Linked DNA regions of Sus scrofa: all the other regions are linked to region 2. Evidence: chromatin contacts called from public HiChIP or PLAC-seq data. All regions are on one chromosome and are shown on one strand. The core of a region is the stretch at or near the end of the contact, and the rest is flanking DNA. Distances in the headings are between cores, read along the strand shown. Region 1 overlaps SAMSN1 (SAM domain-containing protein SAMSN-1). Region 2 has its middle 110 kb from the start of SAMSN1. Region 3 overlaps LOC102161811 (a long non-coding RNA gene).

Region 1 (2,700 bases), core at 167-2,666, 160 kb before region 2:
ATTGTCAAAAAGACAACTAATAACAAGTTCTGGTGAGGACATGGAGAAAAGGGAATCTTTGTGTACTGTTAGTGGGAATGTAAATGGTGCAGCCACTATGGAAAATAGTATGGAGCTTCCTCAAAATATTTATTTCAAAATAAAACTACCATACAGTCCAGCAATTTCACTCCTGGATATTTATCCAAAGAAAACAAGAACACTAATCCAAATGGATGAAGGTAGTGAAAAGGTACACACTTCTAGTTACAAGATAAAGAAGCACTAGCGATGCAATATACAACATGATATGTAAAATTAACACTGTTCTATGTTATATATGAAAGTTGTGCTTTCAGTTTTGTTGTGAACCTAAAATTGCTCTAAAAAATAGTATATCAAAAAAAGTGAATGGTTATATAACTTTCTAAGGAACCAATTTGTAAGGATATCACTAACATCACTTAGGTCATAGTTGTTAGAGATATGGACATATTTAAGGAGAAAATAAAATTTTGTTTTCTAAATTTATTTTGGTAAAATTAATGCTCTGTTATAAATGTATGTTACTGAATTGCCTTTGAAGACATACAGCAGTGTTAATTATATGTATCATGTTGACGTTACATCCCTAGTGTTTGTTTACCTTATATTTGAAAGTTTGTACCTTTACACCATCTTCATCCAATTCCCCCTCTTAGTTGAAGACTATCTGATTACATGATGCAGATTACTCTCTTCCACATAGTCTACTTGGCTTCCACAAAAATAGGGCTGAATAAGTGACATTTGGGGTGTTTGAACCCATTTATATGTGTGCGTCCCTATACAATGCAATGAATAATACAAAATAACTTAATAAAGGGTTCATTTTTTTGGTACATTTCTTCTCTATTTTTTTTATAACAATTCAAATTATTATAGAATGTCACTTCATTATATAAAGCTATCAGTGTTCTTGGAAATCATGTAGTTCTTCTCAATGAGGAAACTGTTATAGGACCCAGAACTTATAAAAAATTCCTTTTTTTTTTCTCAATTCTCCACTCTGTTGTAGCATTCACTATGCCATTCCATTATAAAGTTTTGACCCTGTTTTCCATTTTCAAAGAAACTTGCTACCTGAGAGGGATAGAAGTTATGAAAAGTTAACTTGATAGAAAGAATATAACTGAGTAGGTTTCTTAAAACAAGGGCAATACTAAATTTATCAACATGAAAGAGGAATCAGGAGTCTCTTTTTGGAAATGTAAATCAACCTTTTGACCAAAACAAAAAAAAGACCCCAGACCCTTATTTTCATTTGTTAACCATCAACCAACTTCTGGGATCTTCAAGTAGAATCTTTATCTCCAGCATGACTTAATATTTGGGTAAGGCACTGGTGGAAATGTTCCACAGTCTATTTCAAAGAAAAAATTTGCATACGTGAGTCAGACATCCGCAGTATTTTGAAATATGCTGGCAAATTAAAAATTACACACACTCTGCCAATGAGTTCTCACATCATCTAAATATTGCACATAGAGCATTTGTTGAAAATATGCTCTTGAAGTTTGGAATTCTGCTTCAGCACACGATTGTATGAATATTCTATAATAATAGTATGCTATACCTCAATAAGCTTGTCAGCCATTATCTAAAGGCATTTCGAGGATTTAATTGTTCTCACTCAGGTGCTGAGATCTTTTGAAGAGTGTGAAACAAATTTAACTCACTTAAAATAACTTGTTAGAATTGCCTCAGTGTTAAATAATTACAGTATCATGTGGTGCCAGTGGAAGACAGTTGTTGGGCATCAGGGGGTTGAAGGCTGAAAGACAACTAGAGCTGTGAAACACGGTCTTCAACACTAACATTTTAACCTTGGGTTTAAAGGCAATTCAGTGTGCAAATATATATCAATGCTCTAAATTTATTTTTTTATTTTATTTTATTTTTTTTAAGAGCTGGGCTCTTAGAACAAAAGTTGGTCCACTTGATCTCTCTTGTTCGGTGTCTTTCCTGTTAACTGCAGTGTATCTAAAGGAAGTGCAGATTCTGACTCCTCCACCATAGTGTTTTAAAGTGTCAAAAATTTCCATGCTAAAGCTTTACTCTCAGAAGCTGATGTGCCAAGAGCTGTTTTCTGCAAATTGAAACCACCTCAAAGAAAATTACCTAAAGGAAAGATACTAGAACTAGAAAAAAATCAAGCAGAATGAGCCATACCTACAAAAGTGGTTATTCATATCAGCCCATTTAATGTAGCAGAAACAAGTTTTATGAATAAAAAATACTCAAATATTTAGAATTCTCCATTACACCTGTGCATTTTATTACCATATCTCATGACTGACATTGCATCCTTCGACTATAAGTCATGCTGCACTTTTACAAGTTGAATAGAAATTAAGATGTTTATTTTAGCTGGAAAAAAATCCTAAAATGAATAATATTGATATGTCTTAAATATACATATATTTTTTTAGGTAAAAAGCATAGTGTGACAAAAGTTCAGTCACTTGATATTCCAAACTCTTACAAAATACTACAGAATAAAAAGGAAATGCAAAGCTTTTTTGGAATGTGACCACAATCAGGCTATCTTGAACTTCTCAACTTCTTATTTTTCCTATTTTAAAACCTCAGCGGATCTTACTCACCCATGTATTATTGCTATAATACACACTTTCTGATCCTTCTTTCTCTTTTTCTAACATAAACAAACATACTAAATGG
Region 2 (2,700 bases), core at 122-2,621:
AAAATATGGCTCTCGCTATTAAAAGAACACTTCCTTTGTTGAACTAGCCATTATTTAGAAACACCTGTGTTGGTGCTTTGCATGATTTTTTTAAAAAGGCAAGATATCCTGTTTCTTGCAGAAGGTAACATTATGTATTAACCTCTTCCTCTTTCCTAATCTTTTATTACTTGATCTCTCCAGGTTATATTGCATATAGCAGCTAAGGAGTACATAAAAATTGGACCCTCCCCTGGCCATTTCTACCTTTCGGTAGGGGTCCTTACTAAAAGAGAGCTTATAGCTTACTCATAGAATATACATTAGCCAAAAGCTAATATTAAGATACAAATTTTCCGTGAGACACAAGAGAGTTTGCCAAGCAATTCCTACTCAGAATTACCACTCTACTGATCTAATTCCAAATTTAACATTTAAAAAAGAGAACTCTGTTGTAAAGTTTCTAGCAGTTAAAATAAGTTGGCAGTCTAGTTTCTTGCCCAGAAAAATTACAGATTCCAACTCAGTTTTAGGGCACAAGTGATATGTGTGTGGTTTTTTAAGTGATAAACACAAGGCTTAGTCCCTCAAAAATCATACTTTCTAGTTAGGTACAACTCCAAGGCTTTGATCACTGCCAGGAAAAACAAAAATATCCATTTGTCCTATGAAACACTTCACCCAGCAGTGCCTTGACCTATGTTCAGATTATGTTATTGCAGACATTTGCAATTAGAAGCCATGGCCAGGGAGAGGTCATTTTCCCCACAAGCACCTCTGGTTGTGCCCAAATTTCTAGGCATATGGCCAAATGCCTGTGACTATTAATTCAAATGCATCTACTGAACATCAAATGACATATAACTTGTCTTAGAGGATTAAGAAGGATGGGACTTTTATGCCATTTAGTTCTGGCCAATCATGAAAGCATCTAGGAAGGAATAGAAAGTTGCTTCCAGAGAGCTTTTGGCTTTTACATAAACTCAAGCTGTTCTTTGGTGGGAAAATGTCCCAAGCTTCAGCAGAATTCTTAATAAGGAGAGAATCCCAGATCCCAAGGTATGATTGCAAATGTTCCAAGGCAGTCTGTGGGGGGATTGGGGCAGTTGTAACACCCTTGAAGTGAAGTATCCCTGAAGTTACTGTGTCTAAAAGACCAGATGCTTTGTCTTAAGTCTACACTCTTGACATAGTCTTTCTGCTGAACGAGTTGCTATACTAGCTTCTAAAATTCTCTAGAGCAAGAACTGAGGCTTGGTTATCTTTGCAATTCTAAGGAAACCCAAAACACTCAATAAATGTTTGTTTACTTAAGCTGAAACAGTCTAGAACGATTTTACTCTGGTTGAAGGCATAAGTAAACAAGACTTAGGGCTTTAGCACCCCCTGGGGGATGCCACTGTTGACTTTCCCTCATATTTTTTCATTATTTCCAGAATATTTAGGCAGTGCCTCTTATGAGGTGCTCAGTCCTAGGAATGGAATACCTGTCCTCAAGAAGTTTACCATCTGTCAGAAAAGCTGAAATGTCCTAATTACCCAATAACTATTTAAATAGCAACAATTACCATGGCCTGTAGGAGGCCCAGAGATACAGTAGTAAACAAGGTATATTTCCTTTTAAAGGTGTTCTGAAGCTGCAGTTACAACTGAAGATGAGAAGTATTCTGCGAGGGATAAGCAAGGAATGGGAAGAAGTTTAATAGCTAAACTAAAAACCTGAAGGATGATTAGAAGCTAAATAGGTAAAGAGGGTGTATAAATAAGAGATGGGAATTCTGGTTGTGGGTTGGCTGGTTAAGGCCCTGATGGTGTCTCTGTGCACATGTGGGTCTTGATCCATGGCCTTGCTCGGTGGGTTAAGGATCTGCTTTGGCTTAAGTTGCTGTATAGGTTGCAGATGTGGCTTGGAGCCAATGTTGCCTAGGCCCCAGCTGCAGCTCAGATTCAGTCTCTGGCTGGGCAACTTCCATATGCTTCAGGTGTGAATGTAAAAAGAAAAAAAAAAAGAAAAAAGAAAAAAATTTTAAAGAAAAGAAATGGGCTCTACCTATCAGTTGACTTCATTTTGTGGATTCATATGGCCTAATATTTAGATTTATTGGTCCTTTGTTAACAAAAAGCTGTATTCTTTTTTCAAATAAATAATAAGAATATTTAAATTTACAGAGTGTTTGATACCTCTTGAATAGCTAGGAGTATTCATAGTTTACTCCTGTAATTTATTTTTGTACATATATCTACAAACTAGGTCAAGCATTTCATACAAAATTAACTGCTTATTACTGTTGTCACTAGTATCATCTTAGGGCTTAAAGACTTTTAATACTTATTAGAGTCAAAGTGAAAAAGAATTCTGACATCACTAAGTTAAATAAAGCATAGTAGAATATTAAATTACTGAAGACAAAAAATCTATAATTCTTAATCTGTAAAATATTCAAAAAACTTCATTATATTTTAGATATTCATTGAAAATGATCATCTTCACTCCATTTTAATTGAAAATCTAAAGGTTAATTAGAATTATAGACATGATTTAAATAAAAATAGTATATATATGAAATAGACATTAAAATCAACATGAACGACATCTAGGAAAATCTAAAAAATTATTTTTGAACATTTCAAAGACTTCTTTTTCTCAAGTCATTCTTTGTTAATTTCCAATTTAAATATATTAGGCATTGGAATGCCATGAAAATCTCAAATTCCCCATCA
Region 3 (2,700 bases), core at 84-2,583, 230 kb before region 2:
CTTTTTTTTTTCAAAGCTCAAGGTCAATTTAAAGACAGGTCCCCAGAGAAGTGAGCATTTGTGACTGGGTCATCTATTTTCCTGAATCTGTTACAGCTTTTGAGATAAGTGTGAGGAGGAAAAAACAGATAAGCCAAATTGGTTTTTGAGACGAGGGACACCTACGAATGGAGCACTGTTGACCATGAAGATGTAGCATAATACTCTTTATTTGGAGAAAAGATCCATTTGATCACTGTACCTTCTGTCTTGAAACCAAAATGTCTTTGTCCTGCTTTTATTAAAAATTTCATCATAATGTAAGTTATGCCCACCCTCTTCAGCCATACCACAATCCACCCAGCCCCAGCTCTGTCTATTAAATAAATTCAGTTTTGAGGTCATTATTTTCCCTAAGTTTCCCAGAATTACCCCTCCCCCTGCCCCAAACTCTTAATTTGTGTAGCAGTGCTGTTTCAGAAGGGATATTTGCTAGCAGGAGTATTGATTCTATAATGGAGTTGCAGCTCAATTGTGGTGACAAGAAGACTGATTTTTTTTCCCTTAAGGATCATTTAGATATTTAGACTCCAGAGGATAACATTTGTACATAAAATCGCCCAATTTTACCTGTGCCATATCTTTTTATTGCGTAGGCAATACACTTGCCTTAGCACTTTGCACGAAGTTCACATATTTGCACCTTTGAATTGCTTTCAAAAAGCAGGCTGTCATTGACTCTGTGAAAAAGACAAATTGCCTTCTAACAAGTGGGAAGCTGATATTCCCTGGAGACTACCAGTCTCGTCCTTTGTGACATTATTCCCATTATCATGCTGGGACTCTTACCGACTTTACCTGCTGTACAGTGTGGTGAAGGGAGCACTAATTAGGAGCCAGGAGGACTAGGACTAGATTTGATGCTCTCGTCTGCTCTTCACTAGCTGCTTAAATTGAACCCACACTTAACCTTTATGAGCTTCCTCATCCTCTGCCATTTAAGAGAAGAAGGAGGAACCATGTGATCTTATAGGTCTGTAGAAGTAAAGCAAGCTTAAAATATTTAGTTTTATTATGAATTTAGAATGGGCAGTGTAAAATGCAGCACTTTAAATCGATCTCTATGTTAAGGTACCCCTTCATGTTGACTTAAATAACTAATTTCTTTCGTCTGAGGTTTTTAACCAAACGCTGGCTCTATCAGCCTTACCCTTCCTGATGGGATACTCAGAGAACCTCGCATGGGGTGTGAATGTGGAAAATGTTGAGTTGATTTCTAAGACTCAGGCACCTTTACTCCACATGGCAGCATTTCCAATCAGGCTGATGTTCTCAGCTCTATTTCTGGCAGCAAACTGCTTGGCCACAGGGTTTGTACAACTTCTCTTTTTTTTCTCAACACAGCACTTTCTCAGTTCATGTAAACTCTGTGTTAATTATTTTGGCTGTTAGCTGAGAAAAAAGAAAAGCTCACATTTGCTAAATCAAGAATGACGAAGTGGATTCAGAAATGCTCTCTCTACAAAATAGTTTATACTTGGAGCTAATGCAGACTCTCTTTGCTTCAGTGTATTGCACACAAATATCGATAAATCATTTTTTCTTCATTAGCTTATGTCCCCTTGGTAGTATTATGCATTGGACATTCCTTCTGTCTTCCAGGAGAGCAGGATGCTATAAACCCAGGCTGACACTGTCAGCAATAGGATTTCAGCAGTTTCTAGAAGTGGGGAAACAGATAATTAATGTTAGCCTTTTCTACTAAAAATATAAATGTCAGGAGGGATGCTGTGTTTTTTTTTCCATATCCATAAAACTTTGTGCTGTAAGTGGCCTAGAGTAAGACAGGAAACACTGGTGAAATCCCCCAGTTCGAGATTCTAGTCCTTTTAGTTCCACACTGCTCCCTACACAACGTTTTCTGTGCCCTCTAAAGAAGGACTAGAGGCCAATTCTAAGATGTGAAAGCAGCTGTCAGAGGATAAGTGTCTAGGCAAAAGAGAGAATTCACTTGAGCTCTTTCCCTCTAACTACCTAAGGAATGTGTATATTTAGGTGCAAAGAAAAGAATTAAGCTGATTTTTCAGGTCCCAGTTGATAAGCATAGTTTTAACAGTCAGAACTCTCTGGATACAAGTATGAAAAAGAATTGAGTCCCACATTTAAGAAAGATGTGCTTCACAGGACAAGGAACTGGGCTGTTATCAGGACCAGGGACATTATACCTCAGTGCACCTATTTTCTTCTCTTATGTTACACACTGACTTTTGTTATTCAGTCAACCTCATGGGGAAGATAGACACTCAGTACTCAGGAAATAGCTACAGAAGAGAGGACCATTGCCCCTATCCCATGTAACAAAAGGCTGGAATGATAGGTTCCCAGGAGGATGGTGACACCGCCCCCCCCCCCCCCCCCCCGAATGTGGCTGTCCACCTTGGAGACATGCTGAGGAACTGGGGATGGCCCGGCACACCTGCTCTCAGAATGTGGATGCCTCAAGTTGAGCAGCAGGAAGCAATGGCCTGCAGAAAACAACTGCCTGCATAGATTAACCACCTGCAGGGATTAACTGCTGTCTGTCGTGGGCCTCGACACCATACCCCTCCCCCCACCTTCCTATTGTGGCTCAGTGGGTTAAGAACCTGACATAGTTTCTGTGAGGATGCAGGTTTGATCCCGGCCTTGCTCACAGATGTGGCTCAAATTTGGTATTGCTGT

The links. HiChIP or PLAC-seq counts read pairs in DNA pulled down with a chosen protein or histone mark.
Region 1: a contact with region 2 is called in an H3K27ac HiChIP or PLAC-seq map of alveolar macrophages. The contact joins two enhancer-like sites. A contact is called at or near these places in 2 of 47 Hi-C or Micro-C datasets (alveolar macrophages and embryonic fibroblasts) and 1 of 2 datasets of contacts at active chromatin or transcription factors (alveolar macrophages).
Region 3: a contact with region 2 is called in an H3K27ac HiChIP or PLAC-seq map of alveolar macrophages. The contact joins two enhancer-like sites. A contact is called at or near these places in 3 of 47 Hi-C or Micro-C datasets (alveolar macrophages, blood and fibroblasts) and 1 of 2 datasets of contacts at active chromatin or transcription factors (alveolar macrophages).

Annotation. Positions count from the first base shown.
Region 1 is chr13:179,463,640-179,466,339 of Sscrofa11.1, forward strand. All of the region lies in intron 1 of SAMSN1 (SAM domain-containing protein SAMSN-1), which reads right to left. The region is part of intron 3 of LOC102161811 (a long non-coding RNA gene); the gene reads left to right. Among named protein-coding and RNA genes, the nearest start is that of SAMSN1, 44 kb to the right of the region's middle. Within about 2 kb of position 1,417, at least 6 of the 83 cell types and tissues checked have an H3K27ac peak or open chromatin away from gene starts, as enhancers often do. A contact at or near this core is called in alveolar macrophages, where this site is marked.
Region 2 is chr13:179,619,515-179,622,214 of Sscrofa11.1, forward strand. No RefSeq gene overlaps it. Among named protein-coding and RNA genes, the nearest start is that of SAMSN1, 110 kb to the left of the region's middle. Within about 2 kb of position 1,372, at least 5 of the 83 cell types and tissues checked have an H3K27ac peak or open chromatin away from gene starts, as enhancers often do. A contact at or near this core is called in alveolar macrophages, where this site is marked.
Region 3 is chr13:179,391,093-179,393,792 of Sscrofa11.1, forward strand. All of the region lies in intron 1 of LOC102161811 (a long non-coding RNA gene), which reads left to right. Among named protein-coding and RNA genes, the nearest start is that of HSPA13, 71 kb to the left of the region's middle. Within about 2 kb of position 1,334, at least 16 of the 83 cell types and tissues checked have an H3K27ac peak or open chromatin away from gene starts, as enhancers often do. A contact at or near this core is called in alveolar macrophages, where this site is marked.